Linked DNA regions of Mus musculus: region 1 is linked to region 2. Evidence: chromatin contacts called from public HiChIP or PLAC-seq data. All regions are on one chromosome and are shown on one strand. Each heading gives the region's core, a stretch centred on a gene start, on an enhancer-like site or on the middle of the called end of the contact. The rest is flanking DNA. Distances are from core to core; before and after follow the strand shown.

What was found. HiChIP or PLAC-seq counts read pairs in DNA pulled down with a chosen protein or histone mark.
Region 1: a contact with region 2 is called in an H3K4me3 HiChIP or PLAC-seq map of pro-B cells, with 2.9 times the contacts expected there. The contact joins the enhancer-like site here to the promoter of Zcchc7 in region 2. A contact is called at or near these places in 7 of 39 promoter capture datasets (the 3T3-L1 cell line, 3T3-L1-derived adipocytes, the C10 cell line and 3 more), 1 of 115 datasets of contacts at active chromatin or transcription factors (pro-B cells) and 3 of 9 other capture datasets (adipose tissue, liver and pancreatic islet).

What each region holds. Positions count from the first base shown.
Region 1 is chr4:44,937,098-44,941,527 of GRCm38.p6, forward strand. No RefSeq gene overlaps it. Among named protein-coding and RNA genes, the nearest start is that of Gm12678, 4.4 kb to the right of the region's middle. Within about 2 kb of position 2,979, at least 22 of the 459 cell types and tissues checked have an H3K27ac peak or open chromatin away from gene starts, as enhancers often do. A contact at or near this core is called in pro-B cells, where this site is marked.
Region 2 is chr4:44,753,904-44,758,088 of GRCm38.p6, forward strand. It overlaps Zcchc7 (zinc finger, CCHC domain containing 7), which reads left to right and starts at 2,656. Exons shown (of 9, transcript NM_138590.4): 1 at 2,656-2,789.

The DNA of each region.
Region 1 (4,430 bases), core at 1,729-4,228, 180 kb after region 2:
ATTTGATCTCCTTGATGGAGAATCCCATGGAAAATTTCTGAACTCTAGTCTAGAAACCCAAGGTCAAGATGCTACAACTCGACAGGCGGTGTTGGCCCACGCCTTTAATCCCATCCCTTGGGAGGCAGAGGCAGACAGATTTCTGAGTTCAAGGCCAGCCTGGCCTACAAAGTGAGTTCCGGGACAGCCAGGGCTATATAGAGAAACCCTGTCTCAAAAAACAAAACAAAACAAAACAAGAAACAAAAACAACAACAACAACAAAAGCTGCTGCAGCTAACTTAGCTTTTGCTAAACTGCCTGCTTGTGCAGACCTCCCACTGTAGCTGCCCAGCAAGATACAAGATGGGGTTTTTTGCCTTCACAAACCCCCTCACACTGGGCTACACTTGGGTCCCTAATACCTGAGTGTAGTTCCAGCCTGCTGGAGTAGACTTTCAGTTGGCTGTAAACTATCTGAGTGACCATCTCTGGTAGGCTCCCTGTAACACATGTAAGACTGAAGAGCTCTGGCTTTCTCCTTCTGGATTGCAACAGTTGCAAATCTCATTACTTTCTGCAACTCGGAATAGGGGCAGGCACTACTACAATGTACTCATCAATACACCGATGAGGCAGATTATGTCGTGCCATCAGGGGCTAGAGCTTGTGTAGAAGACACTGCACAAGTGAGCCCAGTGCTGAAAGAACAGGGTTCTAGGTGTAGAGAGGGGGTGAAACAGCTGCTCACAGACTCAAGTCTCTGCCCTTAGCCCTTGTTCATCACAGAGGCCAACACAGCTAACCCCCAGCAAGCGAATTAACTGGCTGGCCCCACCCTGTTCTGTGTGTGACATTACCAAAATGGGGTTAACTAAAACGGGGAGATGGGGGAAGTACTTCCAAACGGAAAGGTTTGCTATGGTGGGCCTTTCAGAAAGAAGGCTGGAGGAGAGAATGACGATACACTTAAAAGAGCTGTGTAAGGAAATAAGAGGGTACCAATAAAATGCCCCAGGAAAGACAGATCACAGCACACCATATTCCTTCCAAGCTCCAAGTCTATATAGCTCTGTGTTGAAGGAGGGAGAGACAGATGGAGACAGGGAAAGAGAGGATGCAGGAAACTGCTTCCCAGTCAGAAACCACTGCTCATTGGAGAAGCCCCTGTTCCAATGAGCTGTCATTACCTGTCAGCTTGGTTCCCTGCCCTCAGATGAAATCACATCTCAGAACACCTGCTCAGCAGCCTCAATATTTTGACTAAACAACTTCAGCCTAGCCTCAATGACAAGGAAACTTAGAGGACAGTGAGACTGTCATCCTCGTGGTAGCAAGGGGCTGTGGAGGAGAGCCAGCTTCCAGGGAGAGTGGACCAGGAGCCAGAAGGAACCTCCCCTGGGTCTTCTGTGGATACTTATAACCCTGGGGACCAGAAGTGTTACCCATGCTTAGCCAAACATTTCAGAAAAGTCCTCCCCATCACCACAGTGCCCTGGGGAGGGGGGTGGAGCAGGACTACCTAAAACTGAAGCTGTCTGAATATCCCCTCGTTCTTCCCAGTAGCCGTCACCTGGCCAGGCTTGCCGGCTTTCACCTTTCTGGGAAGATGCCAGACTTGTCTCTACCTCAGCCTCCTTACATACCCCCATGTTCTTCCTCCACACCCAGTGGAGCCTCAGAGACTTGGGAACCCACAGGCTTCCTGGACAAGTCATGGGTCACCAGCCACTTGTCTTCTGTGCCTATAACCAGTTAATCATCTCCCCTGGGGGGTTGTGTGACAGTCCTCCTGCACTTAACTGCTCAGGGACTTTTCTGGTTTCTCACCTCAATTAACCCTGGCTTCCTGGGTGACTCTGGATCCCCACAGCAGAACCAGACTTGAAATCCCGCCTGCCAGGCTGCATGAGGCCCATCTTTTCTTGATCCTTTCTCTCCATCTTAATAAGGATGGGCGAGCTCTCAGCTACATCAGTATTTGTGACATTCTGGCTGCTAACAAAGCTGCAAAAGACAGCCTGGTCTACTCTGTTCTCTTCTCCATGTTCACACATCAAGTGAGGCGTGGAGACCTTCCCACCGGCCCTCCTGCCTCTCTCTGCTGAGCCTCATCAACAGAAAATGGTTTTTGAAAAATTTGACAGGCCAGGAGTATGGAAAAGGTTTAGTATTGAGCCTCAACAGCTTGATCCCTCCAAACACCCACTCAGGTGGCAGATACCTGTAGCATCCACAGCACAGGCAGCATGAACTGGGCTATAGCGTAGGGGACATGGAAAAAGAATCAGCCCCTGGCCCTAACGAGGCTCCAAACTTTCCCTCTCTCAGTGAGGTACATGAGCACTGCCCTGGAGTGACAATTCCCAGAGTTGCCGTACAGAACCAAGGAGCAGATGAGCACAAGGGTCATGTACCAGACCTCCAGTGGGAGGCAAGCCGGAGGGAATACAGACCAAAGAAACAGGATACCTGCAAGACTTCAAATTTGGGGGCCAGCATCCAACACTTGGCACCTACTGAGGTCTCCAGTCTTAAGAAACTGCCCCAACACAGCATCCTGGAGTTTGGAGGATTTTCAGAGATTATCATCAGTTCCAGAAACTTCCTTAGTACATATGGGAACCCCACCCCATACTCAGATGCAGCCTCTTATCCCACACTGAGTCAGAGGCAGGTCCAGGCCCTTGACTCTCAGTGTGGGACTTTTTCTGTGGCTGGGAAGTCGGCTGTGGGAGCAGGCTCATCGATGGCTGAGTGCTGAGCTTTGGGAGGCCGGCCTAGAAGCCGGTGATACAGAAACATCACAGTACCGAGTTTAGACTGCGACATCAGGCTCGAGACACCAAAATGAATCCAGTGTAAGGAGAAAGAAAGACTGTGAAAGTGAAATTTGCCATTTGTGAGAGGAGGAAACTGAAAATGTGCTCTCAGACCCATGCAAATCACCCGTGGTCTTTTGTCTGCACCTGCGACTGCTCACACACACAGATCACCCGGGGGCCTAGGTTCCCACGCATTCTGCACTGGGGCTATGCGGCAGGTGGGAGGAACGGCATCTCCCTCCACAGTGGGCAATCCTCAGATCTAAGCAGTATTTGCAGGGGCTCTGCCCTTCCAAAGGATGCTGGGTTCGCAGCAGCCCCTTCTGTGGGCTGGCCAAGACAACCCTTATTAGGAACAACCCCTGTTTAAGACATCATTGCAGGCTCTGTCCGCTCCCACCTCCCGTCTGCTATCCTCCTGCCTCTCTGCCTTGGGTTCCGCCTCTAGAAACCTACCCTCGTGTGGGAATTTGCTCGTCCCTATGGTTCCTGCTGGAAATACCTCCTCCCCTTACTCTCCACCACCCTGCTAGAAGCTCAGTGTTATGCTTTGGAGGCCGAGCTTAGAGGATGATGACATCAGAGAGCACAGGATTACCCAGACACTGTCCTGTCTCTCGGCTGGGCCTCCTGCCTCTGCACTACCTCGCTCTAGGCCTTTGACAGGTTTATAACTGTTGGCTTGCATTCATCCAGCACTATCTCCTTTACCTAGACCAGCCCCTACATCTGGACCTCTATTCTGTAGACCCATCCCGATGCCCTCCCTGGAGCTAAGGACTATACTTGCAGACCCCAGCCAGCCAAAGAAGGCATCCCTAAAGAGTCGCCGGAAATCATACATCTGCCCTTCTTGTCTCAGATGTCATTGGGAAAAGATGGGTGACTGTAACAGAATGTCTCTTCACAAATCTTCATTTGCTAAGCTAAACAACTCAATAAGACCACTTTTTTTTTTTTTTAAGTTCCTACCTCGGTGCCAGACCTTACCAGGCAAGGCCAACACAGATCTACTACCCATGACAGAGATAAGCCAGTAGCAGACAAGAGGAGAAACTGTGGTGCACAGAGGGTGTGCTTCACTCGTACTGAACTGGAAGCAGGGAACAGAGCTTATGCTGACACAGGAAAGGCCATCCGTGTCCCTAGGCTTTGTCATGTGTGGGTAGAGCATCGAGTGAGTGGCTCAGCAGACAGGAAGGGGCCAGAGCAAGCAAGGGCTGGGCAGGGGGCAGGGCTTCATCGTGCTGGCCAGCATGGCACAGCTGGGAAACAAGTTCACTCTCACAAGCATCCTCAGAGCTGGGTGAGTCACAGGCACCCCTCTTTCCTCGAGGTCTCACAGGAATATTGATTCAGGATCTGTCCCTCCTGCGAAGACATGAGCGTATCAGAGGCTGTTCCTAGGCCGCCATTACTATAGACTGGCCGCACTGTTCTTGGACTCCATCATGGCCGTAGCAGCCACTGCGTGGTGCTCTTCTGTCTCTGGGTTCTTTAGCTCTGAATGTCTGAGGCTCACCCACGGATACAATGGTTTTTAACTTGCTTTGTTGCAAACATTGCAAATCGAGGTGCTAAACTTGGAAGAGTCTGAACTCAACAATAGTTTCCTAATCGCCCCAC
Region 2 (4,185 bases), core at 1,406-3,905:
GTGTATACACATGCACGTGTCTCACCAGAGGTCAGAGGATAATCTATGGGAGTCAGTCATCTCCTTCCACCACTTCAGTTTCAGAAATCAAACTCAGGTGGTCAGGCTCAGCAGGAAGTGACCTCACCCACTGAACTATCCCTCAGTCCTCCACCTTTTAAGGTATTTTGTTGGCTGCATGAGTAACAGTGAGAGGCGAGGCCACAGCCATTAAGGGTTATGCTCATTAGCTTTACATTCTCAAGAGAAACAAGGTAAAGGAGCAGCATATTTATTCTGGCTCACACCTCTCTCTTTATCCCCTTCTAACTCTGTCTGGGTGCTTAGTTTCCCTGGATGGTAGGTACAGCTCACATTTAGGTCCTGACCTAACTCCCTCACTGAAAATATGCTCACAGGATACCCAGAAGGGTTCATCAGTGCTTTTCAGTTTGATTAAGCTGATAAACTCAAGATTAAGCAGTATTCACTACTTCTGGCAGTTAGAAATCTGTTCATCTGAGTCGGTTTCTCCTTTTTTGTAAATAGAAATTAACACTAATAATAAAAATAATCACTGAGCACGGTGGCACACGCCTTTAGTCTCAGAAGCTCAGCAGGCAGATCTCTGAGTTCAAGGCCTGTATGGTCTGTATAGAGAGTTCCAGAACAGCCAGGACTACACAGTAAAGAGATCTTGTCTCAAACAACCAAACACACATAATAAAAAAAAGTTAGGTTTTTAAGGTTAGGTTAGGTTGCACCAACTTGCAATCCCAGTACTTGAGTTTAAGGCTGGACTAAGCTCTGTAGTAAAACCTAAAAAACTAGCAAAAGGGGCAGCAAAACAATATTGTTATGAATGGGGGTACCTGGTGGGTACTTAGCTCATGCCAAGGCATATTCCTGAGTAATTATGCCATGCAACAGATCTGGTATAAAAGAGGTTTCCTGGGGGAAGGGAGAGGACTGAGGACCTGGGACAGGGTAGGAAAGGGTATAGAGGCAGGCAGGGGCCACGAGGGCAAGAGGTAGGGGGACCTCTGAGGACAGACGGGGGAGAGGGAACTCTGAAAACAGAGAGGGGGGAGGGGAAAAAAGAAAAAGGAGAGGACATATGAGATTATGGAACACACAGAGAGCCGGGTGGCCAGCAGTCCTTTTATAGGTCCTCTAATCCCTTGCTCGGTCCCTGGGAGGAGTCTAGTGAAATCACCTGTAAGCTAACAATATACTAAGAGGAGTTATTATGGCCCTTGATTAAAAATTCAGTCTTTTAATACACACATACACACACACAAACACACACACAGCATTCCTTTGGCACATATTCCCTGAACTGTCCAAACATGTGACCTACTTCTATACCACTTTTTCTATCCCCCAAATAGGTTTTTCAATTTTGCCTTTTTATAGTGTCTTGTCCCTTTCTTTCCTAGCACATAACCATAATGCTAATCGAATTTTGTAATTATTTTCAAACTCCTAATACTGTAACAAGACCTTAAAATTCTTCTACTTTATCTGGACTTTCTAGAACAGCCTGACATTTTCCTGAAACTCTTCCCCCAACCCCCCTATAATTTAGTTTAAGTAAATATAAGCTTAGTTTTCTAATAACGTAGAAGGCTGACAGCTTGGCTCTAATATGTTCAATAAATGTTGGCAAAAAGATTTAAAATCAAACTCATCTATCAGGGATGTTGTCAGTACCTAATTCGGTATTTGTAAAGTTGCTTAGATGAACTTATGTTTGTTTGTGTTTGACTGTGACAAGGTCTTAAGTAGCTCAGGCTATCTTTGACTGCTCCACGTTGCTAAGGATGAACTTGAATTCCTTATTTTCCTTTTTCCACCTCCTCTGTACTAGGCTGCTTATGTGGTGGAACTTAAAAATGAACCCAGGGCCTTCTATGCGGTAAGCAAGCACTTTACCAACTGGGTTACACGTCCAACCTCATAATTAAAGTTTTTTTGTTTTTTTGTTTTTTCTTAAAGGTGTGACCAAGGGAACCAATGCTGGAGGCCGTGAACACCGTCTCCTAGTACCAGAAAGAACAGCATTTACTCCGTGTTGCAGGAGTGCAGCTCTTCACGGTTCACAAACAGTTAACAAGGCGGAAGCACCTCCGAGTGCACTTTACAACCTAAGGTGAGAAAAGCCGTGCGGTCACTATTCCCACTAGCGGAAAAACCAAAACCCAAACCAGACACTCTCAAAAATGCCTCTTCCCGCGCTGGCATTATCAAGGTCCCTCTCCGAAGTCACCTACTAACCCTAAATCCCCTACTAACTCTGACCTCCACCCGGAAAAGGGGCCGATTTGCTCTGCGCCACGTGTTACTACGAGGGCGTCACCCAGAGCTAGAAAAGAGACAGCCCCTGCCGACCGGACCAAGGTATCATGGGAATTGTAGTTTTCTTTCCAACACGGGAGTAAGTGAACTCGCACTTACTTTTGCCCTTCAAGTAGCTTCTATTTAGTATAACTCATAAGATAAAAATATGCACCATAATTTTTTCAGCCGAGATTTCTTTTCGAAAGGAAGGATGAAGAAAAAAAGAACAAAACCAAACACAAAGTTTATAGGCGGAGAAAACAAAGGGTTAATAAGCGTTACGCATGCGCTCGGAGGACTCGCGGGTTGGGCGGAAGGACAGCTCCCAAGAGCTCTGTTTTCCCCGGAAGTACCTTCTCCTCCCTGGAGTCCGCGCGGACGCGGCTTCCTTACCTCATTTGTCCTCGCCCCTCCCCGTTCCTCTACGCGTTTCGGTTCCTGGTTGGTGCTTCCTGGTCGCGGCCGCGGCAGTGAGTATGTGTGTGACGGACCCCGAGCTGTCCCGCGGCCGGGGGACCCCTTCCCCTCTCCGCCTCGCCCGCGGAGCTGTGGAACTAATGCGTGCCCCTCTCTGGCCTTCCCCTCCCGGTCCTTCGGGGCTCAGCGCAGTGCAGCGCAGCAAATGGCCTCTCAGCTCCGTGCCGCCCCACGCGGCTCAGTGACCGGGCTGGGGTTTGGCGGCCCGAGACCAGGGCTTGGGCAAGGCTGGGCGGCGATGGCCTTGACGGGCACGTCTTCTCTGTCGGCGTTACTCCACCGCCTCCCACGGTTCACCCGTCCTGGGGAGGTGGGCCAGTCCCGAAATGTGGAGGTCTCCCTTCGCTGAGGGGAACCTGGCCCTCAAGGATGCGTCCAGTCGGGGGCCACCTTAAGCTGGTGCTGTCAAGTAGCCGCTTCACGAGTAGACACAAAGAATCTGGGAACTATGCCCCATTCCTTATATAAAACCAGGGTATCCTAAGATGATCCTCTGCCCCCGCGCCCGCACACCCTAACAGCAGACAGTTGTAGTCAATTTTACTGTGGGGAAATCGAGGTTGGGAGTTGGCAGCCCCCAGTTCCAGCCATCACTGATTAGCTGCCGACGCTCAGAATACCTTTAGGTCGAGTTTACTGTGATTTCAAGTCTCAGGGTTGAATGAAGGAAACTTTTTTTTTTTTTTTTTTTTTTTTTTTTTGAGACAGGGTTTCTCTGTATAGTCTTGGCTGTCCTGGAACTCACTTTGTAGACCAGGCTGGCCTCGAACTCAGAAATTCGCCTACCTCTGCCTCCAGAGTGCTGGGATTAAAGGGGTGAGCCACCACGCCCGGCAGAAGGAAACTTTTAAGGGCCTTTTTTAGCCCATTGGATAATTTTTTTCCTGAGCCTGTTTTTCCCAAGTATAAAATCACCCTTAATTTAATGACTAGGCTCCCTTCAAAAGCTCTCGACTTGGTGTTGAACATTTAGACCTTAAATTGCAGCGTGTGTATTTAAGACGGTGTTGTGCTTTAGGGACAGTTAATTATTGTCATTTAGTCAGAGGATGGGGAATGATCTGAGGGAAGAATTGGAAGTGAAAATTGTATGAAAACTACACGATTAACAGTGCATGGGACAAATAGGAGAAGCACTGTTTCCAGCAGAGTCCAAAGAGTAGTTAGAAGTTAACATCAGTAAATTTAGCATGCATTTCTGACATGGAGACAAGCCCATTGTTTCTCTCTTTGATGGTCCCATTTGGATTCCTTACCTCCTTTGATTGGAAGTGACAGTAACATTTGAAAAAGGGGCAGACATTTTAACTTTTGTAATTGGTTTTGTTTCTGCCTTCACTGAATCTCAGTAGCACACTGAGATTCTTGTAAGTTATAAACCTAAGTGGA